6 separate regions of the Mus musculus genome follow, and regions 1, 3, 4, 5 and 6 are each linked to region 2. Evidence: chromatin contacts called from public Hi-C, HiChIP or PLAC-seq and promoter capture Hi-C data. All regions are on one chromosome and are shown on one strand. The core of a region is the stretch at or near the end of the contact, and the rest is flanking DNA. Distances in the headings are between cores, read along the strand shown.

Region 1 (4,529 bases), core at 326-2,825, 460 kb before region 2:
CAAATACACTCAACTCTTTCACATTTGGCAAAGTTACCAAGTCGGACCTCTGTCCTCAAATGACCTGGCAATGAGGTACAGCTACTGGGTGCACACTTATCCTTGAACACTTTTAGGATACCCAAGAAAGAAACTAAGTCTCACCTACTATCTGATGCGAGAGGAAACAAGATGTCACAAAGAAAAGAGTGTTACATGAGTGTCTATTTCTGAGCAGTAAACTGACTCACTTATTCTACACAATGAAACCAAACCACTCATTACTTCTTAACATCTCCTAGATCTGGATAAACCTGACAACCAATCACTCATCACAGTTTTAATCGGCAATCATTTCTCCTGTTAGTGATAGGCAGGACAATGCTCTGCTTCACAAACCAAGCTATTACTTGAGAGATGTTTGTTTGTTTGTTTGTTTAGTAGGCTTTTGTTTGTTTCATTTCGTTTTGTTTTCAAGACAGGGTTTCTCTGTGTAACAGCTGTGGCTCTCTTGGGACTCATTTTGTAGACCAGGCTGGCCTCGAACTCACAAAGACCCGCATACCTGCCTCTGCCTCCCAAATGCAGGAATTAAATGTGTGGGCCACCACATCCATCGAGAAATCACTTTTTAAAAAAAGACTATTATACACATACGAATGATTGGCCAGACTTCAAAAACGACATGACCGGTTCCCAAGCTGTTTCCTATCGTACCTAACACAGAGACTTTGAACGCAGCACTACTTTTCAAGAGTCAGCATTGCAGGATAGCAACCCTGGGAGATTGGTTCTCAGAAACTGAGGTGTTCATTGGAGTCTCGTAAAGAGCGACACATCATTGGTCAGCTTCCAAGCTCCTACGGGGCCACGTTGACTCTGGGTGCAGAAACCACCTTTCCGTTGGCCCTACCACTTCAACAGAACGGTCAACTCCAAGTGCAGAATCTTTCGGGACAAATTACAACCTCTTCAACCCGGGGGCTCACACTCCCAGCAGAGTTCATCCTGGACCTCTTTAGCCTTGGCTCCAAGTAAGGGCCAGCCCAGAGGCCACCTCCACCTCACCCCCCCCCCCCCGCCTCCACACACACACACCCCGTCACCGAGGGAACTAGGATATTGTTGCCGTGTCTGCAGGGCGCCCTGCGAAGTGCATCGGCCGATCCACGACCCCATCGGACAAAGCCCCCTCCACCCCCGAGGTCTGCCACTGGCGTTTGGACCGGTGGCTCCCTCGCCCCTTCCGAGGGCCCGCCCGGAAGAGCCCGGACACCGCCGGGGCCAGAATCAGGAACCCGAGGTCTACGCAAGCATGGAGGACAGAGCCGGGCCGGCACGACTCACGGAGGAAGGTGCGCGACAACAGGCGGGCGGCGGCGAGGCCGCTGCTGCTGGAGACCATGGTTGCAGTGGCAGCCGCAGCAACTACTGTTGCGGTCATCCCCCAATGACACTCTCAGGACCCCGGGACCTTGGCATGGGCTCAGGCTCGCGCAGAAAGGTGTCTAGAGGAGTAGCCTGAATATCTTACGCTCCTCGGAGTCTCTTCTCAAACAGTGAACGTTACAAGTGGAAAAGAACAAGAAGGATGACGTTTGAAAAGCAAACAATAGCTCTGTTCTTTAGTAGATGTGGGCTTGGGTAACCATAAACATAACGGCAATGTGTGGGACAGCCCATGAGAGGCCCGGCCGGCGCGTGGTGTTGTGGGAAATGTATTTTTTTTCCGAGTAAGCAGCGTGCTGAAAGGGAAGGGGTTGGAAGCGATTTAAACTCCGGCGTGGGCGCCCAGGAAAAGCCGTGACAAACGCTGAGGGGAGGCGCCGGCAGCAATGCTATGTGCCAGACCGTGATCCTGCACTTTGTTTTTTTCTGACCTGTTACAGAGAAGATTGTACTCCTCTTGTCCTCCCTGTACGGTTCCGGAAATTATCCGCACTAGTGGCCGGCAAAAGAAAAAAGGAAAAGTGACCAAATACTTAAAATTAAAAAGCCCCTTAGCTGACAGTTTCCTGAAGCAGGAATCTCTTTATTAAACAAACTGGCGCACTGCCTTCGACTAATGCTAATTATTTACTAATGCTAATTATGCCTCTTTCTAAAATCCTAAGGACTACAACTCGAGATCAAATAGGATTTGTGCCCAATTGGAACAAATTATTCACTCCACTCTTTTAAAACCTTAGCAAGTCCTTGAGCCAAAGCACCACGTTTCTTGTCTAAAACCGCGTTCCTAAGATTCCTTATCAGTATAATCAATAAAGTTATTTTAGCTCAGTAAGGTCGTCATTATAATTCGCACCATTCTCATGTGTACTTGTCTTGTAGATCCTGCCCTTGTGGTAAAGTTAAATATCAGTGCTTTCCAAATAGGTCCAGTGTGAACATTTTTTTAAAGATTTATTTATTTACTTATTATGTACAGTGTTCTGTCTGCAGTATGTCTGTGAGCCAGAAGAGGGCACCAGATCTCATTACACTTGGTTGTGAGCCACCATGTGGTGGCTGGGAATTGAACTCATGGACCTCTGAAAGAACAACCAGTGTTCTTAACCTCTGAGCCATCTCTCCAGCCCGCGAACAATGGTTTTAAGGAGGAAATTTTTCACTGAATCTTTACTTAATAATTAAGCATTTTGTTTCATTTATTTAACAAAATGTGTAATACATAGTATATATAACATATAGTATAGATTGTAAATATGTGTGTGTGTACACTATATTGACAACATTATGCTGATTGGACCAAGTGAGTAGTGGATAGCAGCCAGTTTGAATTCATGGGTAACACGTAAATTCAACCAAAATTCAAGAACCTTCTAACTCAGTGAAATTCTTAGGAGTGCAGTGGTTTGGGGCATGCAGAGCTATCCTTCTATTGTAAAGTTATTGTGTCTGGCCCCTCCCACTGGAAAGAAGCACGGTGTTTACTGAGCCTGTTTGGATTTTGGATGCAGCACCCTCTTCACTTGGGTGTGTGACTCCAGTCCATAGTGACTCAGAAAGCTACTAACTTTAAGTGGGGCCTGGAGCAAGAGAACGCTCTTGAAGAAGTCCAGACTGTTGTGCAAGCAAGCACACTACCACTTGGCTCAGGTGATCCAGCAGACCCAATGGTACTTGAGATCTCAGTGACAGGCAGGGATGCTGTCTGGAGCCTTTGGCAGGCCCCTAGGTGAGTCACAGAAGAGACCTTTGGATTTTAGAGAAAGGCTTCATCATCATCTGTAGACAATTCTCCCTTTAAGAGGCAGCTGTTAGCCTGCTATTGGGACTTAGTTTGACAATGGGACACCAAGTTACTATATAACCTCAAGGTACTCTGTAAGCTGCTCATCATGCACTGGAAATTATCTGATCCACCAGTCATAAAGCAGGATGTGCACAGTAGCAATCTATTAATAAATGGAAGTGGTATATATGTGATCTGGCCCAACCAGGTCCTGAAGGCACAAGCAAATTACATGAAGAAGTTCTCCAAATGCCTATGGTTTCCACTCACATTACAATGCTGTCTGCTGCCACACACACACCTATAGCCTCAAGGTATATCCCCTATGATCAGCTGGCTGAGAAGAGAAGACTGGGGCCTGGTTCCCTGATGGTTCTGTACATTATGCAGGCATCACCCAGAAATAGACAGCTGCAGCATTACAAACTCTTTTGGGGACAACCCTGAAAGACACCAGTGAAGGGAAATCTTCACTGTGGACAGAGCTTCAATAGTATACATAGTATTACAATTTGTTTGGAAGTCTAAATGGTGACTTAGGGTTTTACTGCTGTGAACAGACACTTTGACCAAGGCAACTCTTACAAGGACATTTAATTGGGCTGACTTACAGGTTCAGAGGTTCAGTCCACTATCATCAGGGCAGGAGCATGGCAGCATCCAGGCAGGCATGGTGCAAGCGGAGCTGAGAGTTCTATATCTTTATCTGAAGGCTGCTCTGAGAAGAATCACTTCCAGGTAACTAGGACTAGGGTATTAAAGCCCACACCCACAGTGACACACCTACTCCAACAAAGCTACATTTCCTAATAGTGCCACTCCCTGGGCTAAGCATATATAATCCATCACACATGGCCAGATTGCACTATTGTTCACTGATTCGTGGGCTGTAGCCAGTGGGTTGGCTAGATGGTCAGAGACAAAGAAAGAAGATGATTGGAAAATTGGTGAGAAAGACATCTGGGGAAGAAGTATATTGATAAAAGGATGCAAAGATACTTGTATCCCACGTTAATGCTCACCAAAAGGTGACTTCATCTGAGAAGTTCAATCACCGAGAAGATAGGATGACCCATTCTGTGGACAGTCATCAACTTTCCCTAGCCTTTGCTGTACTATTACAATAGGTCCATGAACAAAGTAGTCATGATGGCAGGGATGGAGGTTAGGAACGGGCTCAACAACATGGGCTTCCACTCACCAAGGCTGACCTGGCTACAGCTGCTGCTTAGTGCCAGTGCCAGATCTGCCAATACCAGAGACTAATACCAAGCCCCAGATATAGTACCATTCCCCAGGGTGACCAACCTGCTAC
Region 2 (4,614 bases), core at 1,385-3,884:
CCATGTGGTTGCTGGAAATTGAACTCAGGACCTCAGGAAGAAGAGTCCGGCCGGGCGTGGTGGCGCAGGCCTTTAATCCCAGCACTCGGGAAGCAGAGGCAGGCAGATTAATGAGTTAGAGGCCAGCCTGGTCTACAAAGTGAGTTCCAGGACAGCCAGGGCTATACAGAGAAACCCTGTCTCGAAAAACAAAAACAAAAACAAAAAAGAAGAAGAGTCGGTGCTCTTAACCACTGAGCCATCTCTCCAGCCCCCAACAGCTTAATTTCTATCTAGTAAAACTAATTTGTATTTCAACAACAATAGAAAGATTACTGTCCTTTAAGAACATCTTTCTCTTTTTAGGCAACCAAGTTTGTAGTGATTTATCACAGTGGCCATAGAGAACTAATACAATGAGCTCTTCATATGTTTATACACCACAGGAAAAGGGTTTTAAATAAGAGTTCCATAGATTCCTCCTATACAATTATTTTAACAACAACAACAAAAAAAAACCTTCTGCAAAATACCATATAATAACACGAGGGAGGGTGTGTGCTGAGGTACTCTGACCAAAGGGTGGAGGAGGTCTGGGATAAGCTACAGGAGAGCAGCAACTACCAAACTCAGGCTCTAGACTCACTCTTAGCTCTGAGCTCAGTGGACTAGCCCTAAGCTATCACTGTCACTGCCATGCCTCTGTCACCTAGTTTTTGTTTTGTTTTCTGAGACAGGTTTCTCTGTGTAGCCCTGACTGTCCTGGATCTCACTCTGTAGACCAGGCTGGCCTTGAACTCAGGGATCCACTTGCCTCTGCCTCCTGAGTGCTGGGATGAAAGTCATGTGACACCACTGCCCAACCCCTAAAATGTTTTTAAATGAGACACCGAAAGCTATATGTACTAATCTTTGTCTTAATGGTGTTTCTTTAAACCCATTATTGGTCCACCTAAGTCGGGGCTCAACCTGCCCAGTTCCCTGCTGTGGGTTCTGTGGGAAGAAAGATGCAGATGGACTGTAGCTCTCTCCATCACCCCCTTCTTAAAGCTGTAACTTTGTCCAGCCTCATGTGTAAGTTGTGCTTGCTTGCTTGTTTGCTGGCTTGCTTGCTTTTAAAGACAGGGGCCTCTCTAAGCAGTTGTCTTGTACCTCATTGTGTAGACCAGGCTGGCCTCAGCCTCACAGAGATCCACCGGCCTCTGCTTCCTCTCTCAGGTTTTGGGATTAAAAGCACAGGTCACCATACCTGGCTTTCAGTTGTGTTTAAAACATTTAAAAAATATGCTCATACTGACGTTCTAGACTGATTTTAAAATTTATGTTGTCACCAATGTCCCCATGGAGGATGGCTCCAAGTGGCGTTACTTCCCCCATCCCCAGCTGACTGAGGATATATGAGTCTATCTAGTCCCGAGGATTGAACACAGGACCTCATGAATGCTAAATACACGCTCTACCATCTCCATCTTTTAAATGATACCTAACTTGTGAGGGAATGAGTGCACATGGCATGGTCCACACGTAGAAGCTAGAGGACGAGTGTCTGTTCTCTACTTCCACCATGTGGGTACCGGACAGGGAACTGAAGACATGGGGCTTGACGGTAAGTACCTGCTGAGCCATCTTGTTAGCGCCCAGATACTCTCTCAAGTCTGTTTTTTACCTATGAAGCTAGTTAGGTAATTTGCTTATGGTGCTTGTGGGCTATCACGGCAGCTTCCTAATCAGCTTTGGGAGTTCTGGGTGATAATTTCTTCTTAAAATCAATACAGTTAAAATCCCGTCTGAATCCAAGACAGTGAGTATTGAATTTCACACCTCTTCTCCAGCTTTAGAGAGAAAGCGTGATCTTCAAGGTTGCAGTAGTTCCTTACTAAGAGGAAGTGATCAAAAACACAGTTTGGGGACAGGAATGCGTTGGAATACCATAGGAAAGGGAATGTAAGACCGCTCAACTTGTTTCAAAGTGTCACAAAATCTGGCTGAGTAGAAGGGCTGATGGGATCCTGTACTCGGCAGGCTGAGTGGTTGTGCTCGGCGGATCTGCGAGTCCTCGGCTGTCCCGCAGGGGGCAGTGCTGCCTGCCAGTGCGGTGGGAGCGGAGTGGGAACCCGCGCGGAGTTCTGGGGCTTGTTTGCAAAGAAAGTTAGGGGATGTGAAGGAGTGCGGGCCAGACTCTTAGAGGGAGGGTGCGAGAAAGGACTTCCCAGGGTAGCCATGGAGTTCACTGGAGGGGATCTGGATAAGTTCGAGGGGTAGGGTGGTCGCACGAGGAGGGTAGTTGTAGGCCCCGGAAGGTGCAAGCGAGCAGGACGCGAGTGTGAATACGAGTGTGCGTGCGCGCGCTGCAGTTCGCCTGGTTCCGAGAGGCGCGGGTGTCAGCTTGCAGCCGGGGCTCCTCCCTCCGGCCCCCCTGCCCCGCCGGGCGGTCCCTCCCTCCTTCCCCATCGCCCCTCCCCGGCGGGCCAGGCGCTGGGACGCCCGGGCCGAGAAGGCAGCGGCGGTGGCGGCGGCTAGTTGGGAGTCCTAGGTTCCGTGCTGCGGGACGATTCGGAGCCGAGTGTCTCTTGCCCCGGCTGGGCGGTGCTGGGCCCGCTTCCCACAGAGCCACGCCCTGTCAAAACTTTGTCGCCGCAGCGGCCAAACGATCGGAGCCGGGCCAGCGAGAGGGAGGGAGGGGCGCCGGGCCGGGCCAGGCAGGGCGCGGGGCTCCGAGCGCAGCGGCCCCGGCCCGTGGCCCCACCATGCCCCAGCTCGGTGGTGGCCGCGGTGGCGGCGCCGGCGGGGGAGGCGGTGGCTCCGGAGCCGGGGCAACCAGTGGAGGGGACGACCTCGGAGCGAACGACGAGCTGATCCCCTTCCAGGACGAGGGGGGCGAAGAGCAAGAGCCGAGCAGCGACAGCGCTTCGGCGCAGAGGGATCTGGATGAGGTCAAGTCGTCCCTGGTCAACGAATCGGAGAATCAGAGCAGTAGCTCGGACTCCGAGGTAAAGGGATTCCTAGGGTCAGCCTCTGGGGGACCCGGGTCCCGCTCCCGCTCACCCGCCCTCGCCTTTGTGTCTCCTCCACAGGCGGAGAGGCGCCCGCAGCCCGCCCGGGACGCTTTCCAGAAGCCGCGCGACTATTTCGCCGAAGGTAAGTGCCTTCTCCGTCAGTCTCCACTCTCCAGCCATCAGCGATTGGCCGTACGGGTCTCCACGGTCCGGGTGGCGGAACCCCTGCTCTCCTCCCATCGCTGCAGCAGCCACTCTGGGGCTCACTCGAGGGGTGCTCGGGTTCCAGATTCCCGCCCCGAGCTCCAGATAGCTACTCTGTCTGGGGGACCCCTGACCTCACTCCACTTTGGTTTTGTCCGCAGTGAGAAGGCCCCAGGATGGCGCTTTTTTTAAGGGACCTGCGTATCCTGGGTACCCCTTCCTGATGATTCCAGACCTGAGCAGCCCGTACCTCTCCAACGGACCCCTGTCTCCTGGTGGAGCGCGCACCGTAAGTGTCAGTCCGGCCGTGCCGGGACCGGTGGGCGTCGGGCCCGGCGGGATGCGCCCCTGGGCTTTCCGTGGTGTGGGGGATGGGGCCTCCTGCCTGAGCTGATCCTGGGCCGAACTTGTTTGCAGAGTCAAACTCCCCTGTGGCGGCCTAGTATGAGACTGCTTTTGGCCAGTAACGGGATGAAAGTAAAGTTCTTTTAACTTCTCGCCTTTGGGAGATTGCGGCCTGGTGGGACCTCCCAGCCTCCCAAATTCCTTGCTCCTACCAAAGGAAAACTTGGATTTGTGCCTGCCTTTGGAGGTGGGGGGTGTGTGTTTGGGGGGGGGGTGTCTCGCTTTCCTTCCCGGAGATTGGTCAGCTTTCCCCTTGGCAAGGGAGAAAGTTGGGCAAGGGCCTGGAGGATCCTGACTTGAGATGTCCTCTGACCTGCGGGTTCCCTGGGCTGCTGTGAGCTGTACAAACTCCTTATTTTGTGTGAACTATTCACGACCCACCCCCAATCCTCACCCCCAGGGCCTCAATTTTTCTGCAGAACTCTGGGTTTTAAACTCCTCTGAGATGGTTTGGAGGGCGACCCAAGGCATTCTTACTTGGCTTTTTCCCCCTTTTGTTGCGGGCTTTTCTCATTTAAAGCGAGCGCTGCGACACTTTAAACCTGTTAATGGGAGCGCATTGTGTGCTGTGTGCCTGGCATTTAGAGCGGTGATTAAGCAAATTGACCCGGCCCCAGACAATGTGCAAATGAGGGCGGATTCCTTCACCCCTCTCCAGCTCGGAGCTCCCGCCTCTCTCCCCTGCGAAATGAGGGGTGCAGTTCGGGGTTGGCCTGGTCTTCGAGCCGCTACTCCACATCCAAGTTTCCTATGCTGATGCTGGGTTGGATGGTAAATCCTGGGTGCACACCCTCCTGCTGTGCGGCGCCTTGCTCGTTGTCTCTGCCTCGCACAGAGCTTTCCAGAGTTGGTTGGTTCATTCTCCCTGCTGGCGTGTCTACTCCTCAGGAGTGCATCCCTGAGGGAACTGAGCTCGAATAAAAGTTCATCTTAAATATGATTATACTCAAGGGTGGCCATGGAAGATCTGGGCGCTGAATGGGTCGTTCCTGCTGTCATTTCGGGCCCTTGCTGGGTGGAGCAGGATGGC
Region 3 (4,413 bases), core at 1,778-4,277, 390 kb before region 2:
GGAGCTACTCCCCAGCCCTCTTTCTAGTCTTTATTTTGGGATGGGGTCTTATTGAGTTACCATGGTTGGCTCCTCCTGTAGCCCAGACAGGCCTTGAACTTGTGGTCCTCTTGCTTCAGCCTCCCAAGCAGCTAGGATTACAGGCCTGTGTCAGCTGACCCAGTTTAAACAAAGGTTTCCAACTTGGCCCACAAAGCCAGACAAACAAATACAGGACCAGAGGGAATGCAGTGATTCAGAAAGGTTGCTCCGAGGTATAGAGACAGAGACAAGCTGTAAGAAAGCAGAACTTGGGATGGAGAGACGGCTCAGAGGTAAGAGCACCGGCTCCTCTTTCAGAAGTCCTGAGTTCAATTCCCAGCAACCACATGATGGCTCATAGCCATCTATAATGAGATCTGGTGGTCTCTTCTGGCCTGCAGCCATACATGCAGACTGAATGCTGTATATATAATAAAATAAATCTTGAAAGAAAGGAAGGAAGGAAGAACTTGCGACCCTGTGAGTGGAGGATCCCCATGAGCATCACCCATTGGTGATTTGCGAGGACACCTTACAGACTCTGAACGCAGCTGTACTTAGAGTCGTGGCTTAATTCAGTGAAAGGATGTAGCTTGTGATAAGCAAAAGGTAACAGCAGGCGCTAAGGGAACCAAGCACGAGTCCCCAGAGCCCTCTCCCAGTAGAGACACTTGATCCCTTCCACAACTAGTGGCAAGGCTCACAGAAACTGTGTAGGAAGGGGCGCCTGGTAGCATCCCAATATCCAGGTTCCTACTGAGTCTCACCACAAAGGCATGCTATGCCTAGCATGAACCAAACTGCCAGACTCCCCAGAGGGAAAGCAGATGTTCAGCATAAACCACATGTTTTCCTGAATTATTCAGACATGGGCCTCACATTCTAGATAAATGATGATGGAGCCCTTTCTGAAAGCCAGGTTTTCTGATATTGAACAGCGGTCTTCTTTGCAGGCAGATCTTGCTGAAGATATCAGTTTCCGACCTACTATGTTAACCTCCATGCCAGACAGAGGAGTGTTAAGTCAATAAGCACTAATGCATCAAAGACAGTGAAGTACTTTAAAACCCACAGTTTGTGATGAAATATAAATGTATGTGGATCAAATATGTCAGGAGACGCTTTCGTATGACAAAGAAGCAGGCTAAATCACAAATAGAACATAATAAAAATAACATAAATAAAATACTTTAACATACCATTATCATCATAAGGAAGACCAAATAGAAAAGAAATAAGAACAGAGGCCTAGCCAACACCATTAGAATAAAAAGAAATGATCATCAAAATAAAGAAACAAACAAATAAGTAAGTCTTTAGAAGCTCTGAGATTACTGTGTAGATGTTGGTTAAGGTGAATTTGAATCATTAGTAAAAGTACATTTGCAAACTGGGAGAATGTATTTATATCATCCAGCCTGGCCTCTTAAGGCACGAAGAAACTTTGCTCTGGGTGACAGGACTACAGGTGGGAGGAAAGATGGCCAAAGCATTAGGCAGAAATCCTACCAAAAACTATTAACCAAACAGAGATGATACTACATCACCCATCAGCTAAGTGCAAAGTCAAAGAAAACTGAATTAGCATCTTTCAACTAACATGTTTGTGAAATTAAAAAGTGTGCCAAAACCTCCCGTGGGCTAACCTGTGGGAAATCATACACCCTGCACCACTGCAGCCATGCAGAGAATAAAGAACTTGCATTGTATGAGGGAAAATAACTAAACGTGCATTTGCTTTTTGGTTTAACAATGCCACCTCTAGACACACCTGAAAACACAGGGTCAGAGATAGAAAAGAACATACACATGAGGCTACTCTTAGCATCTTGCTTCTGATTGCGGAAACATCAGAAACTATCAAAATACCCATCCCCGGGCAGGAAGACAGGGGTTAACTGTATGGAGTGACATCCAAGACTCACTGTGAAGTGAGCAAGCCAAGAGACAGTTTTCTGTCATCTGTCCTTTTTGCGTCAGAAAAGGGGGCAGGGCAGAGAGGCCCGTAAACCAGAAGCCAAGGAAAACAGCTCTGCATTGGAGAGTGTGGAAATGATTCAGGAAGGGTCAGAGTGGGGGGTGTGCAGTGCAAACAATAAGGAGAGTAACCCTTCTGAGTGTAGGTTTAATATAGTTCTAAACAAGAGTGGAGGGGGAATAAAGTACAAACAAAACCAAATAAATCCAAGTTAGTTGAGCAACATAACTACACTGAAGAATGGGAAGATGAGGATGAAAGCAAGTTTATCATCACCACCACTACCATCACCCTCCTCATCATCATTATTAATGAAAGGTTTGAAACTCAGGGCCCCACATAAACTTGAACATAGTAGTTAGGACTTTGGCCACATAACCTTATGCTAACTTCTAAGCTTGCTTTTGTCCGTGGAATCAGTGTATCTGCAATCCCAGACCACTTTCTGTGTGTTCCACAGTTGAACAAATAAGTAAAACCATATTGTGGGCAGTTGTACTAGTTAGATTGCTATTGCTGTAATGAAATACCGAGACGAAAAGCAACCTGGGGAGGAAAGGGTTACTTCAGCTTACAGCTGAGTTGTGGTCAGTCAGTGAGTTAAGTTAGGTCAGGAAGAGGCAGGAACTAACATAGGGACAGTGAAGAAGGCTGCTTTCTAGCTCACTCCTCAGGGCTTGCTCCGAATGCTTTGTTAAACAAACCAGGGATGGCTCTGTCCCCACAGGGCTGGGCCCTCCCACACCAATCATTAATCAAGAAAATGCCCTATAGACTTGCATACAGACTATCTAATGAGGGAAATTCCTCAGTTAAGGTTCCCTCTTCCAAGATCACTCTAGCTCATAGCAAAGTGACAACAAAACAAAACAAACACACAACCCTAACCAGCACAGGAATGAAGAGATTATATATCTTCAAAGAATTAACAAGTGGGGAAAGAAAGACCACTTTCTGAACTGAATGGTTTTGCATTGAGATTAGAGTCATGAACTCATGGTTTTTATTGGCTGGTAGAAAAATAGAGAACTGAGATCTACATATGCGTGCTGTGTGGTGTGGTGTGGTGTGGTGTGATGTGCTCTGTGTGTGTGTGTGTGTGTGTGTGTGTGTGTTCTACTTAGGAAAAATTCCCTTGAGAGTTAGAAAGATGGCTCCGACGTTAACCACACACACTGATCCTTCAGAGGGTGCAAGCTTCATTTCTAGCACACACACCAGGCAGCTCACATTTCGAAGTCCTGCTCTGGGGGATCAGACACCTCTGTCCACCATGGGCATGGGCACCTGCACTCATGTGCCCGTACTCTCACACACACACACACACACACACACCACACACACACACACACACACACACACACACACACACGTAACTAGAAATATTAGGGGAAAAAATCAGTCTTGTTCATCTGTCACCACTTAGGAAACAATTCACGCAGCGTTCGACTCTGCACGCTTGTACGCAGCGACATTTGAAAAGTTTCAGTTATTCTTCAAGGAAAACGAGAGTCTGGATCTAGAAGCCCTGAAGCAGGAGGAGCCTGGTGAGTCTGCCCTCGCTAAAGCACATTTGACCGAGATAACAAGACCTGTCGTCTTCTGGGTTTCTGTTTGGTGGTGTTCAGTGACACCGAGTGTTGACCTGAAACGTTTGACCAGGCAAAGGCAGGACTTTATGCACATCTGGTATTTCCCATGGAATCCCTCATTTTCTTTCCTCTGCGCCCGCATCCCTGTATCTGGTAAAGTGCGGGGTGGTTCCTCAGTCACGCGTGGCCCATCTGTCGAGGTTGCTGTAAGACCTGTGTGCCTTGTGAAGAGTTGAAAAGGAGGTGGGATTCTACCATTCCTGCCAGGCAAGGCTTACAGAAGCCCTCTGTCTCAGAAATTCAAGATACAATTTTCTTCCTATACCACCCTGAGACCTGGTGAGGATGATCAACAATTCTTAGTGTTGAATTCAGGCCCGGGGACAAACCATTCCATTGGAATCCTTATTCTTGGGTGTGACAGGAGTTGGACGTGTTTCACAGGATGTCTTTTCCAGAGCATGATGCAAGCGAGTGACCTTTTAACCTTATGGACTGATTTTATGGCGTTTTATTTTCAGGAAAAAAAATCCAATTTTTATTTTTATAAAATATGGTTTTTGAACACAAAGTAGATCTATTCCAAATAACCAGCTTAATAATTTATATCATCTAACTCACAGGGGTTAAATGAAGGGCCTGATGTATGCTCTGAGGTATACTGGCAGCCTATGGCTTTCTTCTTTTATGATTCAATTGTGATCTTATGAAAGAACAGACATTGTGCCTCCTCTTCCTCTTCCTCCTCCTCTTCTTCCTCCTCCTTCTTTTTCTCCTATTTCTTTTTTCTCCTCCTTCTCCCCGCCCTCCCCCCCAACTGTA
Region 4 (4,131 bases), core at 68-2,567, 400 kb after region 2:
GGAGGCAGAGGCAAGTGGATTTCTGAGTTCGAGGCCAGCCTGGTCTACAAAGTGAGTTCCAGGACAGCCAGGGATATACAGAGAAACCCTGTCTCGGAAAAAAAAAACAAACAAATAAACAAAAAAAAAAAAAACCCAAAAAAAAAACCCAAAAAAACCAACAACAACAAAAAAAATTTTTAAAGATTTTTTTAAAGTGTTACTAGTTGCTTTAATTTGCTTCTGTAAAACTAAGCGTGCAGTGTTTGTAGATATAGCTCCTCCATGGCTGCCTGAGCAGGCACGAGGGAAAACACATAAGTGTCCCAAAATGATTCCGGGATTCTAAATTTATTATAGCCAACAAAATGAAACAAAACAAAACCCCTCTTATTTGTTGGAGGAGCTAAGATTTCCTCCTTGACGGTGTTATTTACTCTGGGGTGGGAAAGAATGTCTGTTCTCTTTCTGCCCTGTTATTGTTCTGTCTTGACAAACTCCATCCGGAGAAGAGCAGATTTTCTCTGGCGGAGAGCCACATGTGGTGGAAAAACCCTTTACTCTTAGGCCCCCATCCTAATCTGTCTGACAACCCTCTGACAACTGACCAGGGTCACCAACCCCCACGGTGACCTTTGGAAGGAAGTGTAGGACTGCTCAACTCCAGAAGGAAAGGAGGGGCTGGTGAGTGAGCCATTTCCCCGACTGTCCTGTGTCCTGTGACAAGGATAAGGTGCCCTGCCCCTGCTGTTTGCACTCCTCCCACTGCCTGAGGTCAGCCTTAGCACCCGAAGAACATTAGAGGGGGACAAAGATCCCACCCCCAGGGCCAACTTGGAATTTTCCTGGAGATTTTAAAGACTTTAATTATGTGTATGTGTGTGTATGTATGCACACGTATGTTCACATACCCACAGAGGCCAGAAGAGGGCATCTGGACCGCCCCTGCCCCCCCCCCCCCCCCGAGATGCAGATACAGGTGTCTGTGAGCAGCCAGGGGTGGGTGTAGGGACCTGAACCTGGGTTACTGCAAAAGCAGCGGGTGATCCCAACTGCTGACCCATCTCCCTAGCCCCCGTTTTCTGGGGGATCTTAGAGCTCTCTTCTCATACAGGATGGCCCTTGGGGACAAAGGTTGCCCAACAAGGTATCTTCGCCTGTACATTCGTTTCTATCTAAATAATGCTAATGTAAGTCCCTGAAAAACTAGAATTACTTCTTTGAAGCATAAAAGAAGTTTCTGAAAACTTAGGAGGACTGTTGATCCTTCTTTTCTCCTTCCCCCCTCCCCCAACCCTGTTGCTTAAGCTTTTGTTTGGGAGGAGACTAGGAGGACGGCAGCAGAGGGCAGCCGCCTACCTGGAGAAACCTGCAGTTACGTGTGTGGCAGGAGCCGGAGTGGCTGGAGTCGCGGGATGGTCAGGAGGCGGGCTGAAAGTTGGAGTAAGCAGGAAGTGAAGCTGTGGCTGCCTTGGGTGGAAACAGACTAGGCGAAGTTCTGCTTTGAGAGGCCCAAGTGCTCCGAGACATGGTGAGTGACGTGGGGACCAAGAAAAGAGCGAGTTAGAGCAGCTGCCAGAGGGGGATCGGGCCTGGGGGTTGCCTGTGTCGAGAAAGGTAAGTTGGCGGCAGTCAGAGGGCTGGCGGGGTTGGGCCAGCGCTGCCTCTGTCTCCTTACTTTTGACAACTCCTCCACAAATAGCTCCGCACTCCGGGCCAGGGGTTCCTGACACTTCTCCACCTCCTTCCTCCCGTGACCTCGGTGCTGGATCCGATCAGGATTTCGGTGGGGGTTGGGGGACCCAAATTCCAAGCCGAGCTGCTGCGCCGCGCCCTCCCCCTCCTCCGCCTCCTCCAGCTGGGCCTGAGCCCGGTGTTGTGACATTACCGGGCCACAAGCGTTCCTGCTCTTTGGGGCTCAGATTCCAGCCCCGCGGACTGGAGTTCTCCCCCTTACCCTCGCACTGTATCTATGCAGACACCCAGAGGATCTATCTGCCTGGCCACCAAAAGCACCACCCTTTTCTAGAAACATTAGCAACAGTGCCAAGGGTTTGTAAAGCAGCCAGATGGCGGTTCTTCCCGATAATCTAGCTTCAGCCCACACCCGTGGCCGGTACCTGAGGCCCCCTGGGTCCCTAAGGGAGGAGTCAGGCCTCTTCCCTCCTTGTTCAAAAGCCTTATCTAGAGGCCTCCTGGATAGAGCGACCGCAGCAGGAAGGACTTTTATTAATATCTGCATAAGCAGGCGGTGGTGTGCGGCCTACCAGGCGTTAAATTGTGGGGAAAGCAGAAGTATATGGTCCAACGGCACATGATGCCTTCTGGGGGCCACATCCACTGAACCGGGGCTACACTGCCCAGTAGGCTGGAACCAGAACTCACCAACAGCTGTCTGGAGAAGGGCATTTATTTGGGTTGGGCCGGGCAAGAGTGTGCTGCTGGTCAACTCTCACAGTTTTAGAGAGAACCCACTAGGATTGAGCCGAGGGAGGCTACAGGAACCAGTTAATAGTTCTTGGCTGTGCTCTGCTGAGGAAACGTCAGCTGGGTTTTCTCCTTGACCCTCTTTGTGGAGTCAAGACAGGGGCAGTCGTGTGCTGTTTTTTTGTTTGTTTGTTTTTTGTTTTTTGTTTTTTTTTGTTTTTCCTTGTCACGCTGAAAATCCTCCAAAGAAGGTGGATGAGAATCCAGGGTCAAACCTCATCTTCTGGGACTTAAAAAATGCACTTACATGGCTGGCAGCCGAGATGGCTGGGCAGGTACAAGTGTTTGCAGAGCAAGCCTGCCTGCCTGAATTCAGTATCCTGCTCTCTCCTGCCCATCCAACTGGAGGAGACAATCCACTCATGAAAGTTGTCCTCTCACCTCCACATGCGTGCCGTGGCATGTGCATACACGTATATTCCCCAGCACACACACACACACACAATGCACTTATGACAGACTAAGGATGTGGTTCAGCTGATAGAGTGTTTGCCTGGCAAGCGTCAAGCTCTGGGTTTCATCCCCAGCACCTCATAAAACAAGGATAATGGTACACACCTGGAATCCCAGCCCAGGGTAAGTAGAGACAGGGGGTCAGATGTTTAAGGCCATCCTACTTAGGAAGCCTATGGCCTGCCTAGGTTATATGAGAACCTGCCTCAGATAAATAAATCTGGGGAGGTGGCTCAGTGGGCTTGCTACGCAAGCATGAAGATTTGCATTGGATCCCTAGACCCATTTAGAAGGAAAAAAATTCCAGGTGTGGTGGTGCAAGCAAGCACTTAGGTGGCTCCTAGTGCTAGGGTGGTGGAGAAGGCTGAGCCCTGGGGCTTTTTGTCCACTCTAATCTCAGAGCCTCAGGCCAACAGGAGACCCAGCCTGTGGGGGAAAAAACAAGGGAGGAGTGACACCTGACCACCCGAGGCTGATCTGGGATATAAACGTGCTTGCATCGAAGTGAACATTTACGTAGAACATTCTCCTGGTAAACAGTTGAAGCATCAGAAACGGCTAAAATCTACTTTAGTTCTTCCAACCTCCTCTGGCCTCTTGGATCCTCTGCTGCCCGGCCTAATTAACCCCTTATTGACATCCAGGAGGAGGCCAGTGGGAGTGCCGGAAATGACCGAGTTAGGAACCTGCAGAGTGAGGTGGAGGGAGTCAAGAATATTATGACCCAGAATGTGGAGCGGATCTTGGCCAGAGGGGAGAACCTGGACCACCTCCGAAACAAGACAGAGGACTTGGAAGCCACGGTGAGATTGGGAGAAAACTGGGAGTTGGTGGGGGCAGATCTCGGGGAGGGGGAGAAGTTTGGGTGGGGAGGCAAAGTGAACAGAAGGGACTGCAGACTGTCATGTCTACTGCCCTTTTGCCTATGCAGGAGATGGCTGAGGTTCCACCTCTGCTTCCTTGCTACTCTGCTGGCTGGTAGAGAGCCCAGTGAGTGGTTGGATTTGAGCTTGGGTGAGGGGCCCACCCACAGAGCCATTTCTGAGACAGTTCAGTCAACTGCTCCATTCCTAAGCTTCATTGGGGTATGAAACTGATTTTTGTCTCAAAGCTTGCCCTTGGCAACCATTTGGAGTTGATGTCCCAAAGGCAAAGTTATGAGTTCCGGGCAACCCTTGGCCTTTCAGCATTCTCCCTCCAGGTGTAATTAGG
Region 5 (4,375 bases), core at 1,785-4,284, 440 kb after region 2:
TAACTTGCAGCAGTCCTCATACTTTGGCCTCTTTCATGCTGGGGTTAAAGTGTGTCTCATCAGGCTCAGACATATTCTTGGGAGGTAGGAAAGAAAGCATGGGGCAGAGAAAGGGCCATTTCACTTCCTCTGTGATGTTCTTCACAACTCTCTCTTTTTTGCAACTAGAGCCCTCCTGCCCCAGAACAATTATAGCTATTGTCAACTCTCTCAACTTCATTCATTCAAGATTGCTAAACTACAATTGAAGAGTTACTTTTAAGACTGCTTTGATAATTCCCCTTTAGTCTGAGCAGAAGGTAGTTGCTTTACAGCTAGATGGTGAATTTGGTAAGCCTAGCCAAGGCGGGTTCATCTTCTTCTTCTTCTTCTTTTTTTGTTTTGTTTTGAGATAGGCTCTCTCAACCACTGTCTGTCCTGGAACTAGATGTGTTGATATGACCAGGCTGGCTTTGAACTCACAGAGATCTACCCATCTCTACCTCCTGAGTCCTGAGTACTGGGACTAAAGGCATGTGCCACCACGAGTAGCAGGACAGGTTTTTCAACTAAGGACTGCAGCTTAGCTCAGCATCTTCTTCCTGGGTCTCCTACGTAGACAGTTTTAAGCAGTGAGGCCTATGAGGAGCTTGGGCAAGCCACAAAAGGGGAAGGACATGTGCTTCCAAAGAGGCCTCAAAACCAAAGCTCTCCTGTTTATTGGCATCAGAAGTACTTGGAGACCTTGTTAGGAAGGCAGGCTCCCAGAAGTCCCATGCTAAATTCCTGAGTGGCAGAGAAACAGTCATGCTGGGGGTGGGGGACATAGATTCTACCTAAGGCAAAAAGATAGGAGAAAGGAAAAGTGACAGCTGAAAACAGGCCTAGGCAAAGATGAGTGGAAGAAAGCAGAAACATGAAGGGGCCTGACAAACGACCTCATCAAGACAGCACCACACAGGCAAAAGCTTCAGAAAGCCTGGCTCTCCCTAAAGTCTCTGCTCCCAAAACACCAAGTTAGCCAAAGCTGTCATAAAATTCCAGAATGTTAGGTTAGATGAATGAGACAAGAAAAATGGCTGCTGAGAGACAGGTCAGATGTGGTCCTGCAAGACCTTTGTGGATACAGCAGCTTAGAGAAGGAGGACAGGCTCCCTGAAGATCACATGGACTCATCCTGACACCCCCCAAACTAGGGGTGAGCTCCTTGGGCAAAATTCTGCCAAGTGCAGTGAATCCTGCCTCCGCCCCGTCAGTGCCGGCTCTGGCGTTTTGCAAGTTCCTCCTGGATTCGCGATCTGAGGGCCTCCCGCATGGCTGGATCCAGAGGTGTGTGTGCTGATACTGCCTCACTCACCCTTCCAGGATCATCGTCCTACGTGGAGGAAGAGTCAGGAAGCTCAGAGCCTGGTTCTCCCTCAAACAAGTGCTGCTCTGTTCCTAGACAGCACGCTCACAGAACTGTTTGGCTTAAGGCTTCTGTTTCTCAGGAGTCCCCTGTAACAGTGATTCTCAACTGAGGGTCACAAGTTTTCCCTGTTCCCCCAACTAGGAATCTCTATGTGCTGAGACTATCTGCTGGGAAGACATATTTTCCCACTGGCCCTGAGATTAACAGCGGTTCAGGAACTGGTGGTAGTTTCCGTCATGGCCCAGGACGGTCACGCTGCAGCTGTTTCCAAAAGGCGTACCTGATAGACAATAACTGAAGTGACCTCGCCACTGTCCGCCTCATAGTCTAAACAGAAGAGCTGGCGGCCAGGAGGCTCTAGCTCGGAGCTTCCACTACTGCTGCTTTCACTGGCTTCCTCACAGTCTGGGTTCACGGGGTGGGTGGAGCCATCTGTAAGGGCAAACCAGAGTGAGAGGGAAGAGGGGGTATGCTGCTAAAACCCCTGCCCACAGAAATGATCAGAAAAACAGCACCAAGAAAGCCTCCAAGCTTCCAACAGACCCTGGGTGTGTATGTGTGTGTGTGTGTGTTATGTATGTAGCTGTCAATCAGGATTTTAACTTCTTCCCTCCACTCCAGCACAATCTGTTAAAAAGTAAGTATAAGCTGCATATGTCTCCTGCAAATATCACTGGAAGCTGCTGAAAGGATGGACAGAGCTCTGCCTCAGTTCAAATCCAGGCTCTGCCATTTACTAGGTCTGTGATGTTGGACACCTTATTCACCTCTCTGGCTAGGGAAACAGACATAAGAGTCCTCAGCTTAACAGCGTCCTACGGACTCAATAATGTACTCAAGATCTAACCCCTCTGTAAAGAACAGCCCACAAACTTAGTGTCATATGTTAGTCAACATGAGTTCATGGTCACAGAAAGCCCAAGAAAAGGCCATTTACTGGGTTTGTTTCATTTTATGTACTGATCTTTCTTTTCTTTTCTTTTTTTTTAAATCCCTGCCACACTTTCTCTTCCAGGTGGCAGAAATATTAAAACCCAGCCTGATAGATCACACTGGTGGACAGCGTTTCCTGGCCGGGTCCCAGCTACCTTATATAACAGTGCAGTTTAACTGGGGTCACTGGCCCAGGGGGCGCTGCTATTGATGCAGTGGCTGCTGTAAGGGCCAGGTGGGCAGGAGCCCTGACGCAGAGAGAGGGGCTTGCCCGGGGGCGGGACCGCGGGCGGGCGGGCGACAGGCGGCGGCTCACCTCGGTGGCGCGGCAGGTACACTTGTAGGTCTGGCTTGCGGGGCCGCGTGGGCGCGGGCGTGTGGCGCCTCCTCGCCTTCTCCTTGGCCGCCTGCTTCACCTTCTTGTCGTAGTCGTCCCTGCGGGGAGCCGAGCGGGAGTCAGGCGCTGTCACCCGGCCGAATCGGGCCGGGCCGGGCCTGGGGCGGGGCGGTACCGATCGAGCTGGTTCCGACGGATGTGGTGTACGAAGCCGTGGCTCATGTCCAGACGCCCGCCGGGCTTGCAGCACAACCCCGGCCCGTGATCCTGGGCCGCCTCCATTCGTATGCTGGGTACAGAACCGCCGTAACCGCCACAACTGCCGCGGAATTAGGGCCTTCGGCTGCGGACCATGACTTCCGGCCGCCGACCTCGGCTTCCGGCTCCGATGCCCTTTTTCCGGTTGCGTAGGGCCAGGCGCAGCGGAGCAGAGATGCTTTCGAAATTTGAGAACCTTCATCTGTGAGCGCCCGTAGAGCTGGAGGTCCTCTTACTTTGTGGTATCACCTGAACGAAAGAAGGAGTATATATAGCTAATACCAGGAAATTATTTTTAAAAATTCGAGTCATCCACGAATACTGAAAATGCATTCTATTAGTCTAGAGATGTTGACTTTCTTTTCCTAGCCCTTTAGTATAATAAACTTCACTATGAGATCATATGCGTGTGTCTATGTGTTGTGTGTATCTACTTTGCTCCTGTCTTTAAAGCTAGATTCTGCTCATGAGAAATATTTTGTCATCTCCATCACCTCTGCTCCATCTTCTTTTAGACCCCCTCCTTGCCTCCTATAGTTCTCTCCCCTTCTCTCCCCTCTTACACACACACACACACACACACACACACACACACACACATACACACTTAAAATCTAGGTCCTACATATGGGAAAAACATGCAATATTGGTGATTACTCTTTCTAAATTATACTGAATTCGCTTAACATCTTTAGGTTCACCATTTCCCTACAAATGACATTTCTTTATGGCAGAATTAAAGAAGACATGTTAATATATGCCACTTGGTTGACTCTTTAATCTAAATGTGCCTAGGTTTCCTTAATTTTGTTTTTGTAGTGTGTGTGTATAGGCAAGAGGACGACACTGGGTGCTCTTGTCTGTATTCTCTACCTGTTCCTTTGAGATAGGGCCTCTCACTTAACCTGTAATTCAGCTGACAGCCACCAAGCCCTAGTGGTCCTCCTGTCTCCATTTCCCACATGGCTAGGACTATAGGCATGAGCCCACTGTCAGCTTTTTCCACGGGTGCTGGAGTTTTGGACTCATGCTTGGACAGTAAGCTTTCTCACCAATTGAGCCAATCTCCTCCGTTTGTTTGCTTATTAGTGGACATACTAAAAACATCTGTCTCTGATAGGCAATGAGGCAGACAAGTGCTCACGTAGGTAAGTTTTCCCCACCCATACCCAGTCCCTATTTCAGCCACATTGGAGCTGCACTGCTGGTGTCCAGACCACTTGCTTAACTGACCATGAGAGGAACCAAGGCTTTTGAGGGTCTAATAGTGCATAGCCTTCTCTTGTTTCTTTCCTTCTGGCATGTAGCCTAGGATAGTCTTGAATTAACTATGTAGCTCAGTTGGCCTTAAACTTTGGGATTTGTTTTGCCTGATCCTGAGAGTATAGCTTTCCAAGTTTTCAGTTTAAAATGTAAACATCAGAAACTTATTAGAGCAGTGACAGAATCAAGTGCAT
Region 6 (4,240 bases), core at 119-2,618, 270 kb after region 2:
TAGGGTATCATCTTATCCAGCTGTGCACCAAAGGCCACTAATTCTGCCTGCCCCCTGAGCCCACCCCAGTCTTCTCCTTCCATTGCTCTGATCTCAGGTCCAGGCTGTCACACTGGCTTCTTCAGAGAGCATTCCTAGTCATAAGTGTGAGTGGTCTAAAGTGCAATGTCACCCTGACAGCACTCAGGGTCTCTTTGGGCAGAGCTGAGTAGAGTCTGCTTACAGGTTGGGGCCACCACTCCTTCCTGCCAGAGGTGCAGGTAAGTGCACAGTGAGTCTTAGGGGCCCAGCAGACCAGGGTCCTCCACAGTTGGATCTCCCTGAGTGACTCTAGATAGCCTGTCCCACCACCTGTCCAGCAAGGCTTAGCACCTAAGCTTGGTTCTCTTACGTGTCTTGGTCAGAATCCGGGTACGGGGGTCAGGAGCCATTGATGGGTGAAACAAACACATCTGCCGAGATCCCCGTGTTTCACCACACCTGTCTTGTCTACACTGCTAAAAAGGCCCCTTTTATGGGTTCCTTTAGTTGTAGGGTTGAAATCTATAGTTAAGGGAAGACGGTTTACGATTTATCAGAGAGAGAGAGCAAAATAAACCTTTTGCTGGAAGTAGGTGGGCTGGGGTGAAGCAAAACCAGTCTATCTATCCAGATACCCAAGTTTGGAGAGAAAGTAGAGCCAACCCATCTTTCCTGTCTGGCCCAGAGACCTGGAGAAACAGGGTAAGTCGGAATGCTGAGGATGGGGGAGGGGAGGGAGGGAGGCACCAGCCACCAGGGCCTGCCATGTTCAAGCCTCCATCTTCCCTATGCCACCAGCATCCCTTTTTGAAGGCCCAGGAAGAGGGAGAAGAGGAGGATAAATATGAGCTGCCCCCCTGTGAGGTTCTGCCCGTCAGTCTGGCCCCTGCACAGTCTCTTGGCTCTAAAGACGACTCCTTGTATCTGGGTGAGGGCTGGGAGGAGGGAAGGGCTGAGAGGTTGGGTCAAGGCAAGAGGGTCCAACAAAAGGAGAATCCGGCCCGGCCTCTCTTCCTTCTGCCTGAGTTGGGGCAGAAAAGGGCCTCAGCTGGCTGCCACTGAGGCCTCTCAGCTGGGCAGAAAAGGCTAGAGAGATGGAAAGGAGTTAAAACTGTAAAGAAGGAAAATGGAGAGGAGGCAGGAGGGAGGGGTGAGGTAACTAAGGCAACGTTGACAAAGCAGGAAGCCCGACCCAGTCCCTAGGGCCTTGCGTTCCCTCCTCTGAAATCGCTGCACATCCTCCCAACCAGGGTGGGAATGCCCTGAGAGGCCACCACCACTGGCATCTCACCCCCCCACCCCCACCCCCGCTCAGTCATGTGGGGGCAGGGAAGCTGACTGTCTCCAGTTGCCATGGAGACGGAGCTGTTAAGAAGCCAATAAGTAGAGGAGACAGGAGGAGAGAGGGAGAGATGAGGGCTAGGTGGGGAGAAAGTGGGAATAGACTAGGGAGGACCTTCCTCCCTCTCCCCAGTTTACAAAGCATGGGGTCTCTTTCAGATCGTTCTGGGCCCCTGGATCCATCCAAGCCACCACTGCCCCCGCCTCAGTCTACCATGGCCAGAGGACTCCCCATAAACCCTTCCTTCCCTACCCGCCCTACCTCTGGCTACCATTTCCCGGTGAGTAAATCTTACAAACATCTCATTTGCACAACCCCTCCCGCCCCCCCACCCCCCCTCCCCGCTCCCGTTCCACCCCCAACATGCGTTTATATTCTAGATGCCAGGAAACCTCTGCCTGTGCATTACAAACCAGAGTGAAACAAACAAACAAATAAACAACAAAATAGCTCCTCCCACTTGCCTAAAGGGTCCTTTCATCCCTTCCTTAGTCACCCCTCTGCTCTGCTCCCCGCTCCAGCACAGCTCAGCAGGGCTCTCCATCCTCTGCTGGGGTTGGGGGCAAGGCTCAGCTACCTTCACCTGGGCCCTGGACCACAGGACCCATCTCTGGCCAGAGGGGTCAGCTGTCGTCATCCCAACTCCCTTCCCCGCTGTGATCTGGTGGCTATTCACTTTCGTATTTTACAGAATAAAAATAAATAAATAAGCAGGGGAAATTTCGCAGTAAGGAAAGGACCCCAACTAGAGGCAGGGGGAAGCATTGTCAGTCTCCTTTTGTAGTATTTTATGTTTGTTTTTGTTTGTTCAGTTGTGTTTTCTGGGGGAGGGGCAGTTGAGAGGGGGGGTCTCATGGAGCCCAGGCTGGCCTTAGACTCACATCTACCCTGCCTCAGCTTCAAGCATGAACAGGCTAACAATTCAGTGTTAGTGTTGAAAGCAGCACATCAGCTCTACCCCCTTGCACCCCAGCTTCCTTGTTCTTCAACTGCCTGCACTTCACACCTCCCTCTCTCCTCCCTCCTCCCTCTTCCCTCCTCCCTCATTTCCCTCTTTCCATAATGCCCACAGCTGAAGACAGCAATGAACCCACAGCCTGCAAAGCAGGGACCTGTTTTTGGAAGGCAAGGTAGAGTGTCCCCTCTCTTTCCACGGCTCCACATAGGGAGGGGAGGCCTCTCCTACACTTCTTCTCTCCTAGAATTTTGGGGTTGCCTTGAACAGGGCTTGCTGCATCCCTCCTAGCCACACCTCCTTTTTGTTTGCCAAGCCTCCAAGTCAGTCAGTACAGGTATCATTACCACCAAAGCCATGATCTGCTGTGCCCTAGAGTTTGAAAGCAGAGGCCCTGACCTCCAGGCCCTGTCTTCAGTCAGTGTGATCCCTTGGCCAGGTGAGGGGCACCCTAGAATGAAGTGGTCAAACCTAAGACCCTCCATAGTGAGACAGCTGAGTATTATCCCTCATCAACAGGCAACCTTGGGCTGTCACTCCCATTGTCTCCACTCTCCAGAGACTTGCCCCTATGGTCAGTGCCTTGAGATGTATGACCACAGGACCTTAGAATGTCAAGATAGGGGGTGGGGGGAATGGACCATTTGAACCATCCCCGAGTAAAACAGGTTACAGGAGGGTTAGCGTATTCCAGCCCAAGGTCAAACGGCTCACACGAGGCACAGTCCATCTTAGTCTCAGTTGCTGGTGAACCTCCATCACCTTGAGGATTTTTGTTTGTTTAGTTTTTGTTTTTGTTTGTGTTACCATAAAGTTATCTGGAACCAAGCCTAGCAAATTTGGTGAGAAGTTAAGCCTGGTGATATGTCAAGGCTGTAAAGAGAAAGGATGAGTGAATGAGGTGTGTTCTCCTGGGTCTCCAAAGCTAGCTCTGAGGAGCACTGTGACCAAGGATGCCTAGACCCATTCTCACTGATGTTCATGAGTGCTCTGAGGAGCACTGCGACTAAAGGTGCCCTAGCCCTCTTCCTGCTGGTGCTCATGAGTGCTCTAAGGAGCACTGTGACTAAGGGTGCCCCTTTCTCTCTGACGTTCATGAGTGCTAGTTCTCCCTTTTCCTTACAGGGCGAGGTACATCTGCTAGAATGGTGAGCTGCCTTCTTCTCTATCCTGTAATCTAGGGACTTCTCTGGAAAACTGATAGGGCTGGAATGAGCATCCGAGGGAAAGGTCTGCTGTAGAGTCATTCTCTCTTCCAAAAATATAACCCATTGGTGCCACCCAGAGCCTCCCCACTCTCTGAGCACTCCTAAAGGAGAAGTCAGTTGGGGCATGCCCTTCTTGTGTACATAAGGAGAAAGTGAGACGGCTAGAGCCACCTTCCTCTAGGTCAGTGGCTTCTTCCATGTCTTACTTCCTCACTAATAAGGCACATGTTTAAAAGGGACCACAGGTCTAGTCAAACCCATAGTCCTACACCTTAGGTAACAAAGAAACCAGATGAGGACATCTACCTGGAGTGTGAGCCGGATCCAGGTGAGCGCCTGCCCCTCCCACTACCCATGAACACACTCTCCTGGCCCCGTTCTTGTTCCCTCCAAAATACTCCCCTCTAGACCCTACCTGGGAGTCTTCATTTCTGCTGTTGGTCCCACACTGGCCCTACCAAAGAGGTGACTGGCACTCTTAGAGCAAAAAACAGGGGGTAGTGGGTGGGGAGGGGGTGTTCTCAGCTGCTCCAGCCAGGCCACCAAGCAGAATCTCCCCATGGAAGGTCTCCAGGAGAGCCAAGTCAAAGGCAGCAGTAGTAGACCCCTAGGCTGTTCTTAGCCACTTCCTGATCAGCCTGGACTTCCCTGCCTGGTCCCCAGCCAGACTCTGTATGCCCTCTCTATTCTAGTTCCAGTCTTGACTAGGTCTCT

Evidence for each region. Promoter capture Hi-C pulls out the DNA fragments that hold promoters and counts their contacts. A called contact is a pair of places that touch in the nucleus more often than the background predicts. HiChIP or PLAC-seq counts read pairs in DNA pulled down with a chosen protein or histone mark.
Region 1: a contact with region 2 is called in a promoter capture Hi-C map of pre-B cells. The contact joins the promoter of Suclg1 here to the promoter of Tcf7l1 in region 2. A contact is called at or near these places in 14 of 39 promoter capture datasets (the 3T3-L1 cell line, 3T3-L1-derived adipocytes, the HPC-7 cell line and 10 more), 1 of 15 datasets of contacts at CTCF or cohesin (the NIH/3T3 cell line), 3 of 484 Hi-C or Micro-C datasets (CD8 T cells, muscle stem cells and nephron progenitors), 13 of 115 datasets of contacts at active chromatin or transcription factors (bone marrow-derived macrophages, embryonic basal ganglia, embryonic forebrain and 9 more) and 2 of 9 other capture datasets (embryonic stem cells and liver).
Region 3: a contact with region 2 is called in a Hi-C map of bone marrow-derived macrophages, with 16 read pairs. The contact joins the enhancer-like site here to the promoter of Tcf7l1 in region 2. A contact is called at or near these places in 7 of 39 promoter capture datasets (the 3T3-L1 cell line, the C10 cell line, the HPC-7 cell line and 4 more), 1 of 484 Hi-C or Micro-C datasets (bone marrow-derived macrophages), 1 of 115 datasets of contacts at active chromatin or transcription factors (bone marrow-derived macrophages) and 1 of 9 other capture datasets (adipose tissue).
Region 4: a contact with region 2 is called in an H3K4me3 HiChIP or PLAC-seq map of embryonic stem cells, with 9 read pairs. The contact joins the promoter of Vamp8 here to the promoter of Tcf7l1 in region 2. A contact is called at or near these places in 4 of 39 promoter capture datasets (cranial neural crest, frontonasal cranial neural crest, maxillary cranial neural crest and 1 more), 3 of 115 datasets of contacts at active chromatin or transcription factors (embryonic stem cells and pancreatic cancer cells) and 2 of 9 other capture datasets (liver and pancreatic islet).
Region 5: a contact with region 2 is called in an H3K4me3 HiChIP or PLAC-seq map of embryonic stem cells, with 11 read pairs. The contact joins the promoter of 0610030E20Rik here to the promoter of Tcf7l1 in region 2. A contact is called at or near these places in 2 of 39 promoter capture datasets (cranial neural crest and second pharyngeal arch cranial neural crest), 2 of 484 Hi-C or Micro-C datasets (embryonic stem cells and nephron progenitors) and 3 of 115 datasets of contacts at active chromatin or transcription factors (embryonic stem cells and extraembryonic endoderm stem cells).
Region 6: a contact with region 2 is called in an H3K27ac HiChIP or PLAC-seq map of embryonic stem cells, with 2.4 times the contacts expected there. The contact joins the promoter of Sh2d6 here to the promoter of Tcf7l1 in region 2. A contact is called at or near these places in 3 of 39 promoter capture datasets (the 3T3-L1 cell line, cranial neural crest and stem cell-derived epiblast-like cells), 2 of 15 datasets of contacts at CTCF or cohesin (the NIH/3T3 cell line and embryonic stem cells), 1 of 484 Hi-C or Micro-C datasets (embryonic stem cells) and 10 of 115 datasets of contacts at active chromatin or transcription factors (embryonic stem cells, extraembryonic endoderm stem cells, memory CD8 T cells and 2 more).

What each region holds. Positions count from the first base shown.
Region 1 is chr6:73,245,551-73,250,079 of GRCm38.p6, reverse strand. Suclg1 (succinate-CoA ligase, GDP-forming, alpha subunit) reads right to left here and starts at 1,575. Exons shown (of 9, transcript NM_019879.3): 1 at 1,327-1,575. The coding sequence starts at 1,423. Gm38834 (a long non-coding RNA gene) reads right to left here and starts at 1,317. Exons shown (of 2, transcript XR_869182.3): 1 at 697-1,317.
Region 2 is chr6:72,787,065-72,791,678 of GRCm38.p6, reverse strand. It overlaps Tcf7l1 (transcription factor 7 like 1 (T cell specific, HMG box)), which reads left to right and starts at 2,634. Exons shown (of 12, transcript NM_009332.3): 1 at 2,634-2,969; 2 at 3,054-3,117; 3 at 3,341-3,468. The coding sequence starts at 2,727.
Region 3 is chr6:73,180,840-73,185,252 of GRCm38.p6, reverse strand. Dnah6 (dynein, axonemal, heavy chain 6) reads left to right here. Exons shown (of 77, transcript NM_001164669.1): 12 at 3,426-3,546. Among named protein-coding and RNA genes, the nearest start is that of Dnah6, 39 kb to the left of the region's middle. Within about 2 kb of position 3,027, at least 30 of the 459 cell types and tissues checked have an H3K27ac peak or open chromatin away from gene starts, as enhancers often do. A contact at or near this core is called in the HPC-7 cell line and bone marrow-derived macrophages, where this site is marked.
Region 4 is chr6:72,387,853-72,391,983 of GRCm38.p6, reverse strand. Vamp8 (vesicle-associated membrane protein 8) reads left to right here and starts at 1,317. Exons shown (of 3, transcript NM_016794.3): 1 at 1,317-1,510; 2 at 3,564-3,722. The coding sequence starts at 1,508.
Region 5 is chr6:72,345,976-72,350,350 of GRCm38.p6, reverse strand. It overlaps 0610030E20Rik (RIKEN cDNA 0610030E20 gene), which reads right to left and starts at 3,034. Exons shown (of 4, transcript NM_026696.1): 1 at 2,836-3,034; 2 at 2,640-2,758; 3 at 1,671-1,822; 4 at 1-1,354. The coding sequence starts at 2,942. The coding sequence ends at 1,232.
Region 6 is chr6:72,517,164-72,521,403 of GRCm38.p6, reverse strand. Sh2d6 (SH2 domain containing 6) reads left to right here and starts at 1,368. Exons shown (of 12, transcript NM_001374030.1): 1 at 1,368-1,444; 2 at 1,522-1,643; 3 at 2,436-2,493; 4 at 3,444-3,466; 5 at 3,803-3,854; 6 at 4,219-4,240. The coding sequence starts at 1,578.